Regions from separate parts of the Mus musculus genome. Here region 2 is linked to region 1. A link is a contact called in public HiChIP or PLAC-seq data. All regions are on one chromosome and are shown on one strand. Each heading gives the region's core, a stretch centred on a gene start, on an enhancer-like site or on the middle of the called end of the contact. The rest is flanking DNA. Distances are from core to core; before and after follow the strand shown. Region 1 holds the start of Slc1a3 (solute carrier family 1 (glial high affinity glutamate transporter), member 3). Region 2 overlaps Gm31340 (a long non-coding RNA gene).

Evidence for each region. HiChIP or PLAC-seq counts read pairs in DNA pulled down with a chosen protein or histone mark.
Region 2: an H3K4me3 HiChIP or PLAC-seq map of neural progenitor cells shows a contact between it and region 1, with 6 times the contacts expected there. The contact joins the enhancer-like site here to the promoter of Slc1a3 in region 1. A contact is called at or near these places in 2 of 39 promoter capture datasets (embryonic stem cells and neural stem cells), 1 of 15 datasets of contacts at CTCF or cohesin (the NIH/3T3 cell line), 5 of 484 Hi-C or Micro-C datasets (cerebral cortex, embryonic fibroblasts, forebrain and 2 more), 8 of 115 datasets of contacts at active chromatin or transcription factors (astrocytes, embryonic forebrain, microglia and 3 more) and 2 of 9 other capture datasets (adipose tissue and pancreatic islet).

The regions. Positions count from the first base shown.
Region 1 is chr15:8,708,806-8,712,352 of GRCm38.p6, forward strand. Slc1a3 (solute carrier family 1 (glial high affinity glutamate transporter), member 3) reads right to left here and starts at 2,002. Exons shown (of 10, transcript NM_148938.3): 1 at 1,534-2,002; 2 at 1-34. Gm31340 (a long non-coding RNA gene) reads left to right here and starts at 2,221. Exons shown (of 5, transcript XR_383822.2): 1 at 2,221-2,267.
Region 2 is chr15:8,814,110-8,817,734 of GRCm38.p6, forward strand. All of the region lies in intron 3 of Gm31340 (a long non-coding RNA gene), which reads left to right. Among named protein-coding and RNA genes, the nearest start is that of Gm31340, 100 kb to the left of the region's middle. Within about 2 kb of position 1,337, at least 44 of the 459 cell types and tissues checked have an H3K27ac peak or open chromatin away from gene starts, as enhancers often do. A contact at or near this core is called in astrocytes, forebrain, neural progenitor cells and 2 more, where this site is marked.

The DNA of each region.
Region 1 (3,547 bases), core at 752-3,251:
AGTGAATTCTCCTCTTTGGTGTTAGAGAGGACAACTAGAGCGGAATAGAAAGGAAAAAAAAAGTTATAGCCTCCTGGGCTGAGCAATCGGGACCTGCTCACAGGATGGCAGACGGTGAGTTAATTGCACGAGAATTAAAAGACGGAAGAGCTTTGGTAGCAGGCCAGATTGTATGCATTTTACTGGACTATGTGTACAAAATTAACGTAAAGTTAGAATAGATGAGCAAAAAGTTGTGTTCCTTTTCCAGTTTGCTCTATCCCCTCAATGAGTAAGGGGTTCTTCAGGGTTGGATGAGACCAAGCACCCACATTTCCACTCTGTCCTCAGAGCCTAGCCAAGTGCCTCGCACAACCCACACACTCATTAAGTGCCTGGTTGAACTAAACAGAAAAATTCCACTTGAGAACTCATGTCTTGTATGCGGTTAAAGATATATAACTATGTCAAAAAAAAAAGAGCTAACTGAGATACTGACATGTAGCCATTGGCATATGTAGTGTGAGTCTTTGGTTTCATTTATTGACTTCACAAAGAAAGAAACATGAGCCAATTAACTTGTAAATACGGCCATAAAAAGAACACAAGTGCCCAGGTGACAGTAGAAATGCAATTGAGGCTTTTACAGGGAAACCTTTCCTGTGAAGTTAGCATATTGCCCTGGGCACATCTATAAATGATCTAAAATCACAATCCATTTTCATATCATTAGAAGGTAGGAGCATGAAGCACCATCTGTGTTCAGGGCAAACCCGCAAGCCATGCGAGGAGGAGACCTTCACTGCTGTCTCCGTATTTTGAAATTTAGGATTTTGGGGATAGAGGAGGAGAGAAGCCAGCTTTCATTCCAAACATTACAGCGTGTGGTTTCTGGTTTCTTTAAAGTGCTCTTAGGTTATTTAAATACAAACGCCTAACCATTTTCCTTGCTGGCAATCAAGGGCTTCCTCCTGCCGCTGTACATGAATCCTAAGCCCTAGACTTTGGCGATGATCAGCAGCGCCTGTGGACGTGTGTATCTGGCAGAGTCGGAGCCAGCGTGTGCATCTGTGGGGGAGGTAGCTGCAACTCGCAGGCTTTCGGTAAATCCAAGGTTGGAAAAAAAAAGACTTAAGAGTTTTGACTTTTAAATAAAATTGTAGGTTGAGATCATTGATAGTAAGACCTGCAGTGTATTTAATACTTTACACTAGATTAAAAGTTTAAAGAGGGGGGATAAAGAGAGGAGAGTCCAGATTTTTTTTAAACTAATAATTCTGATGTCCTTAACCCGCCAGTTCCCCTTAAAGTACACCCGTTCAATCTTGATTTTTATTCTAGATCTCGAACGTCCGTCTACTCCCCCACCCCCAACCTCGATCGACTGAATTTCAAACCCAGAGAGGACTGGGCTTGCATAGTTAGCACACGCCGGCTGCTCTCGGTCCGAACAGGACCTTACCTACCAATATGGCTAGCTTTACTCCGGCGCTCAGCAAACAGAAAAGTGGGACGCAAAACTGAGCCCCGCGGGCTACAGAAGGCTGCGCTTACCTTTTCTGACTCTGGGATGGGAGGAAGACACCCCGGGCTACGTGGAGGTGAATTCCCCAGCAGGTAGCTCGGAGTAACAGCTTAGCGAGCGGCGGAGCAGGCTGGCCCTGACAACATGCATGTGCTCTGAAACCGCCACTTACTATCAGGCAACTTAAGAAAAGAGGAGGAGCCTGTACTGGGGAAAGGGGGAGTGGGAAAATGAAAACAGCAGGAGGAGGGGGGAGCCCGAGCTCCCCGGAATATTGATTAATCTTGGCACCACAGAAGCACGCTTTATGGCTTTGTTTTGCTCCGTAGACCACGTTCACGCCTTGTTAGTTCACTTATATTAGAAACGCAAAATCAGGACCTGAGAGAATCGAAAACTAAAGCGCTCACACACATGGACGCTGGAAGTCCGGATTAGAACGTCTGGGAGACTTCTCCAAGGCCACGTTTAATTACCTCATTTCAGGTTGCCTCCCCTTCAGGGGACGTCAGAGGGTGTTCTTTTGCCTGCTCACACAACTGTTGTAGCACCCCACCCCTTTAGCATTGGGGACATAACTGAAATTTCTTGGAAGGATCCTGAATACAATTAAGTATAGAGAGGAGAATGCTTACTGCCGCCCTCTCAACTTGTATAAAGTTACTCAAAACACAAGGTGAGACATGCCCCTGTTTTACAGTTTAAAACTCCAATATAAGGAATCTGATTGGGCTCTGGCTGCCTGCTCTGCGGACAGAAAAAGGTAAGAAACACAAAAAAATCAGGATCGCTGCCAAACTAGAAAGTAAACTCTGTTTTAAGACCAAGAGTGCAGATGCACACTCATGACTTCCAAAGGTAAGCTATTCAATTGCTTCCGTTTAAAGAATGCTGAGTGCCCCCATCCCCGTTTTCAGGAGTTAGAAAGTTCTCTTGGTTTTTGTTTTCTTGTTCTTTCTCTCTCTCCTTTTCTGTTCTCTTCCTCCATCTCTCTCTCTCTCTCTCTCTCTCTCTCTCTCTCTCTCTCTCTCTCTCTCTCTTTCTCTCTCTTCCTTCCTGTGTGTGTGTGTGTGTGTGTGTGTGTGTGTGTGTGGTGTATAGTTGGCTGGTTAGTTGGGTTTTGGGTTTTCAAGACAGGATTTCTCTGTGTAGCTCTGGCTGTCCTGGAACCAACTCTGCAGACCGAATTGGCCTTGAACTCAAAGATCCACCTGCCTGTCCCTGCCTTGCAAGTGCTAGGACTAAAGGTGTGTGCCACCATACCTAGCTTTTTGCCATTTTTCTTAAAAGGAAAACGGACTGCACAAATATACAACCTGCAAGTTAAAAAAGGAGTTGTTGAGAGTGACTTACCCCTCTCTCCTCAGTTTTAAGAACTTGTTGAGGTGAAGGAAAACGGCTCACTAGAAACATGAAAACACACCCAAGATCACAGCCCACATTCTATTTGCTGGTTCCCTAAGATCCCCACGCAAAGTCTGCTCAGTTTTCGTGTCTGTCATCCAAACACCAAAATATGTCATTTTGTTCCTCATTAGCAAATCCAGGGAGCTATGTTTTAAAAAAAAAAAAAAAAGTTCCCTGCCAGACTTAATTGTTCATGTATGTGCTTTGGAACAGCTGCTAGTTGGAAAGTAATGGTTGGTTGTAAGAGTGCCTGACCTGTCAAATTAGCAGCAATTGTAACAACTTCCTACCATAACACTACTTTAACAATTTAATGAGAATCTTCGGTCTCTTGTCAGCCTCAGCCCTCCGTGATCTTTTCTTTCCTCTTGTCCCTCAGATCCCTTAGCATCTGCATTCGATTGCTTAACACTTAATTATGTGCTGCCTTGGCCCTGTGCCCTTGATTCCCAGATCAGGTCAAGTCGGGGCTTCTCAACTCAATGATAAGTTCTTTGAGGGCAAGAGTCTGTCTTGGGCCTGATAAACAGCGAGCATTAAGCAACTCTGAAGACCGGCAGATATAATCTAAGAGATCAGATCAGATCCCTTGTTTACCACTTCCTGTGATAAACCGAAGCTCCTTGTTCCCTGTTG
Region 2 (3,625 bases), core at 87-2,586, 100 kb after region 1:
ATCTGATGCCCTCTTCTGGAGTGTCTGAAGACAGCTACAGTGTACTTACATATAATAAATAAATAATAAGTAAATAAATCTTTAAAAAAAAAAAAAGATGTAGGATGTTAAAAGGGAGATGACATAATAAGATGTCTTAAGACAGTGGTTTTCAACCTTTCTAATGTTGTGACTCTTTAAAATAGTTCCTCAAGTTGTGGTGACCTCTAACCATAAAATTACTTTTGTTGCTACTTCAATAACTATAATTTTGCTACTGTTAAGAATTGTAATGTAGGGCTGGTGAGATGGCTCAGTGGGTAAGAGCACCCGACTGCTCTTCCGAAAGTCCAGAGTTCAAATCCCAGCAACCACATGGTGGCTCACAACCATCCGTAACGAGATCTGACGCCCTCTTCTGGAGTGTCTGAAGATAGCTACAATGTACTTCCATATAATAAATAAAAAAAAAAAAAAAAAAAAAAAAAAAAAGAATTGTAATGTAAGACGGGCAGTGGTGGCGCATGCCTTTAATCCCAGTACTTGGGAGGTAGAGGTAGGCAGATTTCTGAGCTCGAGGCCAGCCTGGTCTACAGAGTGAGTTCCAGGACAGCCAGAGCTACACAGAGAAACCCTGTCTCAAAAAACCAAAACAAAAGAATTGTAATGTAAATATTTTTGGAGTTAGAGGTGTGTCAAAGGGGGTCACAACCCACAGGTTGAGAGCCAATGTTTTAAGGGGGTGAAACATTCCATCCTTCAGGGAAGCTCATTAAGCACAGGAAATAAGCAACTTCAGTAGTTCAGGAAGTCTCTGAAACCGACCAGATATACTAGATCCCTACCTTCCCAAGCATATATAACCTATAGTGGCTGTTGAGAGATGCTCTTAGACCACCAGCACAACTTCCCAGAAGAGGCTCAGGCTACCTGAGATGCCTGAAAGAGTTTCCTGTCTGTTGAGTTGCCCACAGTTCATGCAGTGAGCTCCAGCTTTCATAAGTTGTCTGTCACCCATGATGGTGTGGGCTTTTGCTGATGCAGCTGTCTCTGAATCATTTCTGTTCCTATAAGTTCCCCCTCTCTCTATCCATTCATTGTCTTAGATTTTCTACTTGTGATAAAACACAAAGATCAAAAGCAATATTGGGAGAAAAGAGCTCCTCACAATTATTACCAGTAGTTTTGTTTTGTTGTTTCATATTTTAAGCACCATTGGAGAGTTGGGGGAGAGTCTACAGTTTGTTAAAGTTGTGGTCAAATTGAAGTTGGAAAACACAGGTCTTGGAGTTAGTATGCAGTTCATCCCCCTGAAGGATGAAAGGAGGCCATTAAGATGCGGCTCAGCTGGGACTCTCTGGCAAGGAATGAACTGGGAGCTGAACGATGGACTGCACGCAGACCATTCTAATAGCTAATCCTCTTTGTAACGGTCCATTTACATGTTAGAAGATCTACAAAGCAGGAAGCATAGAAATGGGCTTTGAATTCTCTTCCTTAGATTTCATTTCCAATTAATCTTTCTGAGACAAGGACTGCAATCGCCACAAACTGTTCTGAGGCTTTCAAGAGAAGGCTTTGCTCCTCGGGACAAGATGTTAACATATTACGGAGGAAGAAAACAACTTAGTGTTTGGCCGGATAATGTTTCCTTTCAAATATGGAAACTTTTTATTATTAAAACGGTCTTTTAATAATAAAAAGTATAGAAATTTTACTTGAAGTAGACACTTGGCAGCTTCTTTAGGGTTTCAGGACTGGAGACGGCTGCCTGGGATATTTTGAGGATGAGGGATCTGAGGACCAGAGATGATAAGCAGTTCTCAGGAGCTGGCTCTTCAGCTTAGTGGTAAAACTGGGATTCAAACTCGGCCTCCCCAGCCCTGGCCCACACCTTCTGCTACCCAGCCTAGATTTTTCTTGATTATGACAAAACTGGGTGGCATCCTAAGCCTGATAAATACCTTGGAATTTTCAGACACTGCCTGTGATTTGTAAGTGGGAAGCTATTGTGTTCTAAGCAAACCACTTGCCCTGAGAAGATGAACTGCTGGTGGTCCTGAGCAAGGGGCTGGTGGATGTGGTCTCCAAGGCAACACGAGTGTGACACCTTGTTTCCTGCCCACATAGCCTTTCCTCCCTCACTTAGCTCTGAACCAAAACCCTCTTTATTATATCCATTTCTCCATCACACTGTGGTTAACAGGAAGCCTTGTCACAGTTTCTTTAACTTTATGTGGGATCACAGACATATTTTAGAATATGGTGAAATAGAAGGCTTTTCTCCTAAAAGATAATCATGTACAGTTATACCATCTTAAGTCCTTCAAATCTCATGTTTTTACTAGACTGAAGGACTCCCATTTTTAATTGCCTCACCCCATTAACTGGCCAGTCTCAGCCAGCAGAGACCAGTGGGAAAGGAATGAAGGTTCCGTGGGAGAAAAAAGAACCTCAGAGGAGTTTCCCCAAGGGGTGAGAAGCCAAGACAGAGAGTCTCAGAGCCACAAGGGGGAAGGGGAGTAGGAGACGAGGGAGAGGGTGAGAGAGATTCTCAGGACAGTTTGGAGAGCAGCCAAATACAAAACTTTGCAACTTCATCACCTTGTCTAGAATTGGCTGTAGTTGTGAATTCCAAGCTTTCCTAACTTACTTAACCAGCCTCTAATTATTCCAAAGTCACACACCTTCCTGGACTCATTCCCTGACATACTGAGCTCCTCAAAGGCAGCCCTGTGTTGGTGAGTAAGATGTCCAGAGGAGGCCTGGGGCCTTGCTGCCTGGGATTTTGCCATCTATGCTGATCACAATCTTTCGGCCCTTACAAGCAGTGAGAAGTTGCTTGGAATATGTTTTAGGTAGGCGATATATCACCCTAACAGAGACATGATTTTGGCACGAACACTGAGTAGTGATGTATTGGTAAACATCAAAAGAAGTAGTGAATTCCAAGAAGTTTCCACTTTCCAAGAAAGTGAGCTGGGGCAACTCCAGGGAGCCAGATTTTCTTCTTTTCTTCCTAAAGACATAAGGTGATTTGCAATGCTCTGCAGGACACTGCTGAGAGATGTGCATAGGCTGCTGTGAGCAGTGAGAAGGCCTGCCCCAGAGCTCGACCTGAGCCACGGAGACACATAAATTCCCTAGACTCCCTGGCAGTCCTGATGAAATGACTCAAGGAAGGAGAGAGTCTGAGCCCGGGACAGCCCTTTCAAGGAATGAGAGAGCTACGTCCAGGCAGCGCTGTTGATCAGGACTCTACTGGTGCCTTATTATTATTATTTTATTCATGACCCCGTTCTCTCAGACTGGGAATTTTTGCATCAAAAGGGAGAATGAAAGACTCCAAGTTAAAAGTCACTATGGAAGCCAGGTTGCTGGCTGTATCTACTTAGACCTTACTTCAAGCAATTTGTTCAACTCTTTTCTATTCAACAGGTATTTTAGACCTCATTTAAATTCAGTTAATTACATAGCTACCACATGCCCGCAGCTGTGTGGAGGTGACAAAGTCCCTAGTGAATGTGTATAGTTGACGTGAGCACAGCTATGACAAGTAAAACACTGCCCTGGACTCATGGGAATGGCAAGGCCTTCCCCTGATCTGAATATAGATGATGACAGATGGTTGACATTTAGCTAAATC